Linked DNA regions of Capsicum annuum: region 2 is linked to region 1. A link is a contact called in public Hi-C data. All regions are on one chromosome and are shown on one strand. Each heading gives the region's core, a stretch centred on a gene start, on an enhancer-like site or on the middle of the called end of the contact. The rest is flanking DNA. Distances are from core to core; before and after follow the strand shown.

Region 1 (7,489 bases), core at 3,392-5,891:
CTTCTGCAAGAAGATAGCTCAGAAATGAGCAACTTAACTTGTGAATTCTCCAAGGGGATGCATCTTGGTCAAGCTGTGGCCTCTCAAGAACCATTTACTGGAGTGAGAAGACCAAACCAGATCTCTAATTTGAATCCCAGTATGTCTCAGAGGTAAGTTCTAATTATAATTTATCCTGAAGGATACCCTTACATGTCTTCACATCCCTTTTCTTTTTTCTATATGCATTTTTTCCGTAGTGTCTTATTTTATGCGGCAAAACATATCTGGTCCATCCCTCAGCATGTCTGCTTGCGTAAGATTGATGTTCTATCAAGGCAGTTGAGACTTGTTTGTTTTCCCTAAGATAGTGGAGGCTCTGATTGCTAGGCAACTCACATCTTGTATCTATTTAGCTGAAAATAATTTTTTTGATGAAATAATGCTTCAACATTGACTTCATGCGTCAGATCTTAGGACTGTCATGGATTTTCTGCTTTCTTCCTCGTCCTAAAATGTCTTAGTTTGCTTCTGCATGGTTTTCCTGTGAAGTGGTTAAAATTAAGGAGTTCAGTTTTTTTCCCCTTTCTTTTTTCAAATGTAGAGTCACATGTTGAGTTTTTTAATTTTTAGATAGAGAAGGTTGTGCTGAAAAGTATTAGTTGGTCTGACTTAACATTTGTAGCATATGATGTCTAGAAATTTCTCTAATAGGAAAATGGACACTATTAGGGGGTGTACTGCTTGAATTGTTTAATTGTCCTTACTTTCTTTCATGGTCGTGTTTCAGCAATTGAGCTCTTGTTTTCTTTCACTATTTCATGCATCTATAGTGCACCAGCTTCCCTGTTTTTTCACTATTTCTTGCATGATTTAGACCTATGGGGCAAACTCAAGCATTTTTAACGGGAGAGGTAGGAAGCCCTCCTTCAGGTCATGAGCTGCATGGTGGATATATGCACACCATGGCAAATCCATCATATTTGACGCCTCATTTTGCACAAATTTCTCCAAGCCGCTTAGGACAGCAGCCACCTCTCCATCGATTTAACCAGGGGAGAGCAACAGGTATTCATTACAATGAAAGTCATGCCAAGGTGCAGTCATCTTATTCTACATATAATGCGGATACTTCACTTTCTGCTGCAAGGAATGGTGCATCATGGGGTAAAGATTCACTAGTCTCTTCTACTCTGGGTTTGGTTCTTTTCTCCTTTTGTATTTAGTTGCATCCGCTAGAGTTAAAGCGTTTCTCCTTGCTCATGATTTCATTTTTCAAATCAAACTCTTAAAGAGTTGGTTGGATAGGTTTTGACATGTTTCCAAAGTTCCAACCACAACCTTTGTGCTGTTGTAGGACGTAGAGGCAGCAATCCTGTTCCAAACATTCCACCAACTTCCCGGACAAGAAAAGATTACAAAAGGATTGTCTAACTTTTTGTAGCCTTCATCGGGGGTTAGTGCAAAGAGCAGACCAGACAAGTGGAAAAAGTGGTAAAACTTGCGTTACAAATCCCCATCAATGTCATTTTGTAGTGCTTGATTACATGTTAATGGTTTAACGCCACCATGATCTATCTGGTCACGCCTTCCTGTCATCGCCATGCTTGATCTCCGGGATCTTGAATTCAGCTTTTTCCTCCGGTTCCAAAGGGCTAACAGATATGGACGTCAGCTCCCTGGATGTAGTTCATTGCAAGAGAACTCCAACCGGTTTGCCTGTTAGTATCGGTGCTCCAGGGAATTATAATTATTTATTTGAACAAAGCTTGGTTGTGTTGAGTAGGGTGGTGAATGATAGTTTTAAGGTTTATTTGTTAGCAATGTGTCTGTAACCTAAAACCAGGGATCTTGATTCCTTGTAAGTTGGATATTTATTTCAATATCCTCTTAACAGATCAATGTGACTGCTCATAAATTAAATGGAATGACGTGAAGAAGCTTGGGATTTGTGTTTCTTAATTGAGTGTCACGTCATTCACAGAAATATAAATCAATGTTCACTGCCGAAGCTATAAATAAATATGACGGTTGTAGTGGATGTCAGTGTTTGTTGTAATCAATGATCTTTTCCATTTGATTAGCATAAAATCAAAATAAGATTACTACCATCTGTTTTTGGTTTTCCATATCAATAATATATCCTGCGCATCTCGATATAAGTTTCTTGTGATTAATTGTGACAAGTGGAATGCATATTTCAAGGCATAGAAAAGACATCATCACACCAAAGGTAGACTGAATGTGTCAATATCGCAGTGAAGGAGGAGGAATATATCAACCAATTTAATGAAGCATAAGTTAAACGGTATATAATTAAAGCATAAATAGGAGCGTAATCTTGACACTAAATTATAACATTGACGTTAAACTTTTAAGTACACAAGTAAGCCCTTTTAACTATACAAAACCTGAACAAAAAGACACTTCGATTTTGCAACTACACGCGTGTACCTCACTTGCTCTGACGTGGATTACTAATCCACTTGTATGGTGCCACCTAATAAAAAAACACATTATAAGTATGATCTTTAACTTTGTCGGTGCATAAATAGGTCCTTTAGCTATACAAAAGCTGAACAAAAAAACCCTTCAATTCCAACTCGGACGCGTGCTATTTTGCGTGTACAACACGCGTTTTGCCACATAGGATCAGGGTGTTTATTTATTCAGATTTTGAATAGTTAAAGGTCCTATTTATGCACTGTCAAAGTTTAAGGTCAATGTTATAATTTAGTGTCAAGTTTAGGATCATATTTATATATTATACCTATAATTAAAGATAGATGAGGGTCTGTCGGAAACAACCTGTCATCGGTTTACTTATATTCAACCTCCTCACTTCACTGTGAGATCTGGTGGGTATGCTTTTGGGGTTTTTTTTACATGGATGGATTTTGCAGCGATAATTTTGGAAAAGGGAACTTGGCTACGGAACCGTAGTTAAAAAAAATTCAAATTAAATATATGATCAAATACAATTCCATTTTGTTTAAACTAAACTACTATCTTCTCTTAAAAATTATTATTCACTTCATTTTTATGAAAGTCAATTTGACTAAAATCTGAACCTAAATTTCATAAATTAATTTAATATTTTAAATTTTAATTTTGAATATTTAGAACGATATGAAAAAAGTTGTAAGTTGCAATCCTTCATATATTTATATGATAAAAAATATCTAAAAATATATCTTAAAATGTTTGTCACAGTTTATGCAGTTTAATTCTCGAGAAGTTTAGCCCATACACTTACCGAAAGCTTGAAAAATTTGGACAGGTTCGAAATATACTTTATTTGCCAACAATAGTTGTCGACTATTGATATGACATATATTAAGAAGCAATAAACGATAGCAGTGACGGAGCCGAAATTTTCACTAAGGGATTCACAAGTGAACGTACAAACTAATCGAAGTGAACGATAGAGAAAATTTTGTTATATTACCTTTTAAACATAATAAATTAAATATTTTTAAAAATATATTGAATAATGAATAATATCTAATACTAATAAAAAAAATATTTATTATTTTTTTACACGGAAGACCTATTTATTAATATTGTGAACAACTATGGGGCTCCCATCGAGCCGATGACGAAATAAAAGGTGGCTAGAGGGGACCTCGATTTGTGAAATACTGATCCTCGGTGCTTTTATTTTTTCGGTAAAACATGTTGTCTTGATATCTACAAGGCCAGGCAACTACAATACCCTTTCTATAACAGAAGTTGTACTATATATTTGTTTCCTTTCTAATTAGTGGTCACTCTTATTAAAAATAAATATTACTTAATACTTATTATTTTATAAAATTTATATATAATTAGTTATTTATTTGTATTTTTATTTTTAATAATAAATATAAAAAAAATACTAATATAATATAAAAAAGAAAAGCACTAAATAAAGATAGTAATAAATCAAAGTAATTTAGTTAAAATTACTTTTTAGTTAATATTTTTGTAAAGATTACAACAATAACATACTCAGTATATTTCTATAAAGTGGGATCTGATTTTTTTTTTTTTTTTAAATTGTATAACTTAAAAAGGTGATAAGTAAGTAGAGCTGATGAAAGTATTTTTTTTTTTCAAAGGAAATCAGTCAAGTCTGTCAAGTTTAAGGTTTAAGGAGAAATCAAATAAAATTGAATTTTATTATATTGTATGCAAATCTCACTTCACATTTTTACTCGTAAAACAATATTTTATGACTTGAGTATGAAATTTGTTGGTCACGCGACAATATTTTTTATTGTCCATTTCAATTAATTAGAGCTTTATATAACTTATTTATATTGACCTGAAAGTTATGAGAATTATGAGATTTCATGTTTATTTTTTAAAGATACAAAAATATTAGATAATTTTCCCCTTCTGTTCTAAAATTTTGATGAACGAAATTATTTGATACAGTGGTAACATATATCCTCGAAAATAATAAGTAAAATGAGATTTTGGGAGAGAAACAAGCAAAGCAAAATCTAGAATTGTTGATGGAAAGGACAAGAAAAAAGAGAGAGAACGGAAGAGGAAGAGGAAGAGGTACGCCACAAGAAGTGGGACCCGCATATCTATTCCAACCAATGGGATAATGATCTCTAATATCCAAAACAAACAAATAAATACACCCTTCACTATTAATCTCCTCTCGCGTTATTTTCATTTCCTCCTATCAATTATATTATCAACAATAAGAAAAATACAAAAAAAAAAAAAAAGAATTATAATAGTAGTATTAAATAAAAATTACCATTTCTGTTGCAACAAACTAACCAATTCTTCTTCTTCTTCATCTTCTTCATCTTCCACCACCACTGCAATGCCAGTCACCTTATATTATTTTCGCTTTGCTCCTCGGCTCCTCGTGTCTGCGCAGATTTAGGTATGTTAGTTTGCACTGATGATCACTTTTAACATTTTCATGTCACTCCTCTTCATGAGATTGCTCTCTCATTTCTCAAATCTGTTCTACAATCTGTTCCCCTCGTAAAGTTCGCCTTGTATACAAATTTATTAATTACCTCGTTATGATCGCCTCATATTTAGTGTTCATGTTTTAAGCTTTGTTGCAACTTAAAAGAGCTCACACTAGTGAAAATAATTTTATATAGTAGTAGCACCCAAAGTGTGGCCTAGTGGATTAGAAAATCATGAGGTCTTGTGTTCAAATTTCAGTAGAGTTCTCGGTATGTGTGTTGGTGGGAGGTATCAGATACTTCTAGAATTAATCGAGTTGCGCACAAGGAGGTTGGGGCATTGGGCACCACCACCGATAATAATAATACTAGTAATATATAGAGCTTAATTCCACAAGTGGAGTCTGAGGAGGTAGGATGTACGCTGATCTTACTCCTATGTTTGTGGAGTAGAGAGATTGCTTTCGATAAGACCTTGGCTCAAAAGAAGTGTAACCAAACTAGGATTGAAAAGAAAATAAAATTGCAAATCAAATGAAGGGCGACATGTAGTAGTGAAGCAAATGAAGCTAGCCCGAACACCACGCTTATAAAAGATTTGCTAGTATAGATGAGAATTCAGATTGCAACTTAGCAACTTCGGTTAATATATTTACTTTCACACATCGTGAAGTATCAGGATTGAAATTTCATTTTACAATTTAATTGAGGCTTTTAATTTCCCTTCCTGATAAAGTAGCTCACTGAAACTAACATTATAAATCACTGCTTGCAAATTAAAAAGACCAAAAAAAATAGAACTTTTTGAAAGTTCAGAAAACGTGGATTTGTTGTTTGTCCAAATTTCTGCTTACTTTCCTTTTGTTTGTTGAACTAAACTCTCTCTACTGGTATTACTTTTTACAGATTTTTTCTTTGTGGGACTACCTGCAGAAAGTGATTACTCAACACAGCAACTTGGTCACTACTTGATATTGTTGTAATTCAATCTTCCTTGTTAGACGGCGTGTGATGGTCTTGGATTTTTAGAGGATAGCCTCATGATGGCAACAACAGCAGTAATTGGACTTAGTGCAGGAAAAAGACTCCTAAGCTCTTCGTTCTATTATTCTGATCTTAATGAAAAGCTATCTTGTAGCAGCGATCATAGTTTGCCCTGCAATCAGGCACCTCCTGTTAAAAATGTGATCACTGCGAAGAAGTCATCCGATTATAGCCCCAGCTGTGCATCCAGTCGAAACCTACAATGTCCCAAGGCTCTTCAAGAGCATGTGGACATAGCATCTGACTCTTCTGATGTGCAGTCCTGGTTTGAAAAGTTCGAACAACTGCAAAATGAAAGCGATAATGAGGACCTTTCAATGGAGGTTCTCCTCTTGCTGCAGAAGTCTATGCTTGAAAAGCAATGGAATCTGTCTGCTGAAGGGACATTGACTGCTACTCCAGAACATGAAAAGAACTGTGAGGAGATTCATATTACTTGTTCCGGGACATCTGCTAGGCGGAGGAGAATGGATTCTCGACAAAGAGTTCTTGGTCGAAAAAGTTCAGCTACACCTACCAGTGCAACCAAGACCCCGAGATCAATTATTGGTTCAGAGCTACTTCAAAGTCGTTTAAAAGGTTATGTTAAGGGTGTAGTAAGTGAAGAGCTGCTCACACACACTGAAGTGCTTCAACTATCCAAAAAGATTCAAGTTGGTCTTCATGTGGAAGAGCAAAAATCAAGGTAACTAACTTCACAGCCCTTCTTTTTTTGGTTTTCCATCCAGTGTCCGTATCCGCGTTGGAGCCCTGACTATCCGGTTTCGCGCATGGTAGGTCCCATTTGGGGGTAGCACTCCCTACCAAGGATTTTTCCATACCCCGGGGCTCGAACCCAAGACCTCTAGTTAAGGAAAGAGCAACCCCATCCACTACACTACATCCTTTGGTGGTAACTTCACAAGCCTAATCCACCTTCACCTTTCCTCTTCTCTCAGGTGTAAACCAGAGATTAATAGTTGATCATATCACCTCTTTTGACACCAACAGAATTTAGTGCATAAGAACATAATGAACTAAAAGAAAACTGTCTGCACCGATCCCACTATATAACTTTTTGTCCAAGCAAAACATATACATGAAACTAATCTTAATAATTAATCAAGTAAAAAACAGTCAATTTCAGATTGTCCGACTACTTGTGTGATTCTATAAACTTATTTATCTCCAAACGGGATGATCTTCTCACACATCGATGTTAGACTGTTAACACCTATTAATAAATCATGTGAGGAGGAAGATAGGACGTAGGAGTCGGAAGGATACTGAGCTGTGATTGTAAAATTTGTTTTCTTTGTGATGCTATTTCTTGAAGCAGCTCATGATGTCTTACTCTTTTTCTATGAAACCATGGAAAACTTTAGGCTGAAGGAAAGACTGGGATGTGGGCCTTCTGATGATCAACTTGCTATTTCCTTGAAAATGTCCCGAACTGATCTACAATCTACATTGATTGAGTGTTCCTTGGCAAGAGAAAGGCTTGCAATGAGCAATGTTCGTCTTGTCATGAAAATTGCGCAAAGATATGATAACATGGGTGCTGA
Region 2 (7,489 bases), core at 2,804-5,303, 46 kb before region 1:
GAAGAAAGGGTTTCGGAAGAAAAATCCTTCAGTAGCGGTGGTAGCTACACTTTTTGGAGACAATGAAGACCTTAAGTGGCTTGAGGAGAATGACATGGCAGATTGGGCCGAAGTGGAACTTCCTGATTCTACAAACAAAAAATCTTTTGATGCTTCCCAAAGAAAAGCAATTGCATTAGGTTTAAACAAGAATCGGCCTATAATGATAATTCAAGGGCCTCCTGGCACAGGGAAGACTGGTTTGCTGAAGGAATTGATTTCTCTTGCTGTAAAACAAGGTGAAAGGGTGCTTGTAACTGCACCGACAAATGCAGCTGTGGACAACATGGTTGAAAAGTTGTCTGATATTGGAATTAACATTGTTCGGGTTGGAAATCCTGCACGAATATCCTCTTCTGTAGCTTCAAAATCTTTGGCTGAAATTGTGAATAACAAGCTGTCTGATTTCCTAGCAGAAATTGAGAGGAAGAAGTCAGATCTTAGAAAGGACCTGAGGTATTGTCTTAAGGATGACTCTTTAGCTGCTGGTATACGTCAACTTCTGAAACAGCTTGGGAAGTCCATCAAGAAGAAAGAGAAGGAAACTGTGAAAGAAATCTTATCAACTGCTCACGTTGTGCTTGCAACTAATATTGGGGCAGCTGATCCACTAATAAGACGGCTGGATGCATTTGATTTGGTTATTATAGATGAAGCTGGCCAAGCAATTGAACCATCGTCTTGGATACCAATATTGCTCGGAAAGCGTTGTATTCTTGCAGGAGATCAATTCCAGCTTGCTCCTGTTATTCTTTCTAGGAAAGCCTTAGAAGGTGGTCTTGGAGTTTCACTACTGGAGAGGGCAGCGACTTTGCATGACGGGATGCTGTCGACAAAGTTAACAACACAGTACAGAATGAATGATGCGATAGCTAGCTGGGCTTCAAAGGAGATGTATGGTGGATCTTTAACATCATCTCCAACTGTTGCTTCTCATCTACTGGTGGATTCTCCATTTGTCAAGGTATGAACTCTTTACCATTGCATGCCATTTTCACTACACATATAACTTACGATTTGAATTCTGATACCTTATTAGTTTGTTCTTCCCACAAGTCCAAAAGAGGACGTAGGCTCCTTTCTTTGAGATTGAGGTGTAATGATTCTTGTTGTGGCAGCCATGAGACTTGAGACTCTTGAGTTTTGACCTCTTTGATATCATGGAACTGTATGAACACCTAACACCTAATCTTAAGTTTAAACCCTTAAATAGTATTTTGGTCTAAACTCCTAATTCACATAGTGTCTTACCGGATATTCTGTAGTTTCATCTATAAATTTGAATGTCTCTCCTCAACATCTTGTTAATTGATTTTGGTACGCAACACATACTATGCTTAGAAATAAAGTTGCTGTTGAACCCTTTTCTTGTAGAGTTGCCATTTTCGACATGTGCTAGGTGCTGCATTTGATTGTTCTTGACACTGCCTCACAATCTTAGTCAGGGATATTTGCTTGTTCGAAACTTAAGCATATCGTTTTACTAACAAGTACATGGTTACAGAAAGCATTCCTTTTGATGATTTTAATTCTTCTAATTTCTGCATTCAGCCCACATGGATTACACAGTGTCCGCTGTTATTGCTTGATACGAGAATGCCTTACGGAAGCTTATCAGTTGGTTGTGAAGAGCATCTGGACCCTGCTGGCACTGGCTCCTTTTACAATGAAGGGGAAGCAGATATTGTTGTTCAACATGTATTCAGTTTAATTTATGCTGGTATGTGCTCTTTAATTTTCGTTTTCTCTGCAAATGATAATTGATATGTCCTTTAATTTTCCTGAAAGTAGTCATAAATGAAACTTCCATGATGAGTGTTTTTGTGGCTCAAGCGACGACTGAACAAAGTATGCATTTATTGAAATCACTTATTAAATATCTTGCATGTATCCTGTCCATCCACCAGAATGGCCTGGCTTAGCAGGACTCCTGGTGATGGACTGATGACAACTTTGTATTCTCTGGTTATAACTTATACCAAGTGTGTGCTGAAAGTAAGAGCTCGTGAAATCTCAATTGGAACTGCACATTTCTCTCTAATTCAATGCCAATGACTGATTTTTTGTTCCTTTGTACGTTAATCCCATTCTTTTACAGCAGTTAAGCTTAATGAAAAAGGTTTTAGAGAAATATATACCCAACTATTTTAATTCCCCTTCCATATGGCTGGAAGAACTGTTTGACAAAAAGCTACTTAACCAGGACATTTTTATATGTATCACGCCAAATCCGCCATTCTTTCAGAAGCTAAAGGAAGACCTTTAACCTTGTTTAGATGGTTATTCCTTTGTTCCTAGAAGGCCGTTCCTTTCATGTCTATGCCTCTACATCTCCCTAGAAGGAAGTGTCTTCAGTACTCAGTAGAGCCATGTTTCAGTTGATTAGTTTATATGGATGATGCTTATGACACCTCCAATGCTTAGCTGAATGAAAGAGTTAATCAGTAGTATTACACTTCCAATAAGCTCAAGATATTCGTGGATATAATTTCTCTCCTTCTAATATCTTCTGCTGACTGAATCGACATAAACTTTCCTTCTCGGCATGTTCATAATTCTTCATCCACGTATCTTGGATGAGCTTATGAAGGCATCCTTATCATGTGAGATGGAGGAAAGTTTTTTACTTACTTTGGAGAATTAGTATGTCTTTTCAACATTTGTTGCTTCATATATCATCAGGATAGATCAGTTTAAGTACCAATTATCTTCTGCAGGTGTTCCTCCTGCAGCCATTGCTGTACAGTCTCCTTATGTCGCTCAAGTGCAACTACTTCGAGACAAGATTGATGAGATTCCAATGGCTACTGGCGTTGATGTTGCAACTATTGATAGCTTCCAAGGTCGTGAAGCAGATGCTGTGATTATATCCATGGTAAGCTGTCACTCTACTGATGTGTAACATTTTGACACGCTTCTGTGGATGGCTCTTTCGTTTTGTTCTAATCTCTGCCTTGATAAGTATCCTTTAAGTAATCAAAGTTACAAATTAAGGGATTTGAAATCTCATATCCTCCGATATAACTAGTGAAAAAACAGTAGTATCTGTTTGGATGCTCGATTGCTATATACTAAGTTATTTGAGTGGGGATATATAAGTGCATGCTTGTATAATTTTGCTTGATGATGTCCAGGTTCGATCAAACAATTTGGGGGCCGTTGGCTTTTTGGGAGACAACAGGCGAATGAATGTTGCAATAACAAGGGCGAGCAAGCATGTAGCAGTCGTCTGTGACAGTTCAACTATATGCCACAACACATATTTAGCCAGGCTGCTTCGTCATATTAGATATTTTGGCAAAGTAAAGCATGTTGAACCTGGCAGCTTCTGGGAATTTGGCCTTGGTATGGATCCAATGTTGCCTACTACCGGTTAACTTTGAAAGAGTTCAACAACACCAAATTTTCGATGCTTCCATCCAACCTCTGCTGACTGGGTGAGCTCTCAGATACGTTGTTGGTCTGGTTCGGTTTACAGATTATATATTTAGGTGCTTCAAGCAATTTAGATTTTTGGCCAAAAGGACAAACACGGGGTAATTTTCATTTGTATATATAATTCAAAGAACAACTTTGTGAAAAGTGTAAATGTATATATATTCATACAGCTCCAATGTCTATACGATTCTTGATTGTTTAGCTCATGTTAATGATTTTCCTTGTATTTGAATCAGCATGAAGATCTTGTTTAAACAGGGATCAATATTCATTCACTTCAGGACTAGTTCATATATGTGAAGTACCTGTTGGATATATGTACATAAGGAATTTTTTTCCGAAAGAAAAAAATATTTCCAATAGGTCAAACACCACTTGAAAATAATGCAAAGTAAACATCAATTTCGAATGAGAAGTAACACATTAAAATCTCTTATCGTCTCATGGTCACCAAGTTTTCAAAATAAATCTGTACTTTGCACATATCTTGTGAAAGCTACTTCTCTGCATGCAGCGTAAGCAATTAAGGCAGTGGAATGGAAAAGGGATGTTAAACAGACCTCTTTATAACAGTTGTAACAACTACATTGCAAATGGCAAGTTTTCTTTGGAACCGGTTTTCCATGTTATATTATATTGTATGTTCTTTATAACAACAAATAATATCCTAATCAACGGCGAGGTTTAGTTATATCTCACAAGACGTATTCCATTGCAGTGTCTCTAATTAAAGGTCATTTGATTGGACGCATGAGAGAAACTAATACACAAATTAGTTGTTGGTATTATGTATTTCCTTGTTTGGTAGTGTTTTCAATCTATTAAAGACAGAGAGTATTTTTTTTTCGAAATTATGCAATGCATGCTATTTTTTAATATAATCAAATCACACAATGAATAAGAAATAATTCCAACATTTCTAATACACTCTATTCAATACTATTCTTATATACCCCACCTAACGATCCCTAATGTTCAGTGACGGCTAACGTGTTTGATATAACCATTTTTATTGGACTCTCAAAGCTGATGACTTAAATTTTGAGTAGATACATTTTATAGTTTTTGAAACGCAATTTTTTTCTTGTTCATTTGCTTTTTAAGCAAGCCAAATTGTGTTGTATTGTCAGACTCACTCTGCCTTTCTATTATTGTTATCGTCACAGTTTGACAAATGTAAGCATCAAGAAAATTGTGTTTCACGAGTACGTATTAGCTGTGCCTAAACAATCTGAGTTCTAACTTCCCGAAAAGATAAGAAATTTGTCTTTTTTAGTCTAATTCAATACTAAAATAGTAGTAGTATTTTCAAATGATAAATAATTTACGTAGTGCTAATATGCTGCAAGTTTCAACCTGCCAAGACACAAATAATAATCCATTATGTAGTTTGTCCGTTGTTCCAAGGCAGACATATTTAGGAGTAAATGTTAGAAGCAGCATTAAATGTAATGACTCTATGGTATGCGATTACTAACTTCAAATACTCCTATAATATTGATTTATTTTGCCCAAAAATTTAAATTAAATGAAAAGGATGCACCACAAAAAACTGATATCCTTCCACCTCCAAAATTCTGTAAATATATATATATATATATACTGAGCAAATGGTGAAATCCAATTTCTTGAAGCACTTGTTTCTCATCAGTATGTCACCCTATCCATGGTATTAAGCCCTTGAACTGTTCTTCCTTTGGACAGGCACTAGGTTTTAAAAAATGAACTGTTGTTCCAAAATGGCAGGTATTCAATGCACTGTCTCTAACAAACAATGCTAAGCAATACTACTTCAAAGTTGACATACTTGACATCATTCATTGTTCTCTTTTATTCATCGTAACTGTATATATGATGATATCAATTGAAAAGTTTTGGGATTTGAAAATAAAGTAGTTGACTCAGATGGTGTTTTGATACTAGTAGATTGCGCCTTAGTCACTTCCCTGCAGCTGCTTCGGTTGGTGTTTTGGTAGTCATCTGGTCAACTGCATGCACAACATTATGAAGTTCTTCCCATATGGCTTTGTAGACCATCCTCTGCCTATTCACAGCAGATTGTCCCTCAAAAGCTGAAGAGATTACATCAATGCTGCAAAGAGAGCAAAAAAATGACTATAGAATAGCAACAAATAGGTTCGCCACTTGATTAAGTAAACCAGCTTTGTATTCCCGTCCAATGCACCATCTACTAGAGAAGTAACCTCACCTGACATGCCGACCATCACCATAAGCATCTTTCACTACGACTCTGTCCGCATTCAACTGTTCCTTGATCTGTTGACATATATTTAAATCTCAACCAGACATTAATATTGATGCAAGTGACACTATCATGAAAGACATGAATGTAATATCCACACAGATATTACAGGAGGATGGAATCTGTACAGCCAAACGTAGCATTAAGCTAAAAGCGAGTTCTGCAACCCTTATTAAAGTAATCTTACGCCACAGCCTTAATTATGTAACCATGACAAGAATGAAAAAAACGTAAAAAAAAGATCAAATATCAAAAGTATAATGCCATTTGTGAATGGAATTTCATAAATAAAGAAGAATCTACTTCAATTGCTATGCCCTTGGACACAGGCGTACTTGCATAGAAATCTCACCCAAAAAAGGTGGACAATTAGATACAACAGTGGGTGTTGCAGCGAAATTGATTGCAAAAGAGAAGGAAGAGAAGATCTTTACCAGAACTCAAATTGTGGACATGATGTGATTAAGCATTTGTTGCCATGTTTTAGTTAAAGTAGGAGCTAATATATGCCAGAAAGAAGCAGCATTCTGTACTTTGTTGTATATGATTATGATTAAGTATAAATACGAACCACTAGTACTGCATCGAACAGTTTGCGGAAACTTACTATGAGGGAAAAGAGGAGTTAACAATGAGCCACTTTGGTTTAGTTGATTATAAATGCCCTGGCGTATAGCTCAATCGGCATAGGTTGAAGGACTTGTTAGGTCACAATTTTGTCCTGCACCAACCAACCTAAGTTCGGCATTTAAGTGGAGAAGAATAGAGGAGGGGCCGTCATTCTCGAGCTCCAAGGTTGCGGTTGGCCCAAAGGGTAGATTCTAGACAGATTTTTTCGGCCATACAAAGAACAGTGGGTGGGTAAGCATTAAGTATTTATAACTTATACGCACTTGTGTGTTTGAAGCTTTTTTTAAAATAAGTAAATATAAGTGCTGAAGCTAATAACAAATAACTAATGTATTTGGTAAAAAGATGAAAAGTTGTTCTTTGACAAAGTGACTCACGTACATTTTATTTTTCTTAAGGAAAAGGTGGAATGACGTACATAGAACGAAGAGGAACTTAAGGATTTAGTTTGGAAATGGTATTTCGAGAATTAGAAAAAATATGAAGGAAAAAATTATAAAAATCTTGATCAAATTAAAAGTGCTAAGTTGAAAACAATAGTTGGGGGTGACCTATTTATGTCTTTGGATGATTTTGGTTCTAAGCGCTTAGCTACTGCACGTTAGTACTTACCAAAAGCATAGATAAGTCAAAAGGTACTTATAAGCCAAATGACCAACTTATTTGTTTTTTTCCTGAAATCGGTAACTTGACCAACTTATGTGTTTGATTATAAGAACCTATCTGAATCAACTGATTGTAAACAGGTGATAAGTTTTACTATTTTGCATCTTCTTGATGCCAGCAATGATATTACTTCATCAAAAAAACAGGTGACAAGTTTAAGCGTTGAAAAGCATTTTTACGTGCTGAAGCTGATTTTATAAATAAGCAGGTACATGTTTGGATAGAACTGCTGCAACTGTTCATAAGCAATTGACGTGTTTGGTAAAAAAGTGTTCATAAGTTGTTATGTTGTTAGAATGACTAAAATATCCTTAAAATATTGGCAAAAAAGTATAAATTTAAAAGTATTCGTGTAATGAAAAGAGAAAACAACAAAGACGAAGTGAAGACGAAGTAAGAATTTGTTTGGGAAGAGATATGTTAAGAATTATTGATATAGTGGACCTATGGATA

The links. A called contact is a pair of places that touch in the nucleus more often than the background predicts.
Region 2: a Hi-C map of leaf shows a contact between it and region 1, with 2.4 times the contacts expected there. The contact joins the enhancer-like site here to the promoter of LOC107862903 in region 1. A contact is called at or near these places in 4 of 5 Hi-C or Micro-C datasets (bud, leaf and pericarp).

What each region holds. Positions count from the first base shown.
Region 1 is chr3:235,586,242-235,593,730 of UCD10Xv1.1, reverse strand. It overlaps LOC107862903 (RNA polymerase sigma factor sigA), which reads left to right and starts at 4,641. Exons shown (of 10, transcript XM_016708613.2): 1 at 4,641-4,867; 2 at 5,808-6,630; 3 at 7,310-7,489. The coding sequence starts at 5,942. It overlaps LOC107862902 (dual specificity protein kinase YAK1 homolog), which reads left to right. Exons shown (of 18, transcript XM_016708611.2): 16 at 1-152; 17 at 857-1,146; 18 at 1,337-1,941. The coding sequence ends at 1,413.
Region 2 is chr3:235,631,670-235,639,158 of UCD10Xv1.1, reverse strand. LOC107862900 (protein BOLA4, chloroplastic/mitochondrial) reads right to left here. Exons shown (of 3, transcript XM_016708609.2): 2 at 5,687-5,754; 3 at 5,190-5,569. The coding sequence ends at 5,416. It overlaps LOC107862899 (DNA-binding protein SMUBP-2), which reads left to right. Exons shown (of 7, transcript XM_016708608.2): 4 at 1-1,003; 5 at 1,591-1,759; 6 at 2,757-2,914; 7 at 3,174-3,683. The coding sequence ends at 3,416. Among protein-coding and RNA genes, the nearest start is that of LOC107862899, 8.0 kb to the left of the region's middle. Within about 2 kb of position 4,053, at least 3 of the 5 cell types and tissues checked have an H3K27ac peak or open chromatin away from gene starts, as enhancers often do. A contact at or near this core is called in leaf and pericarp, where this site is marked.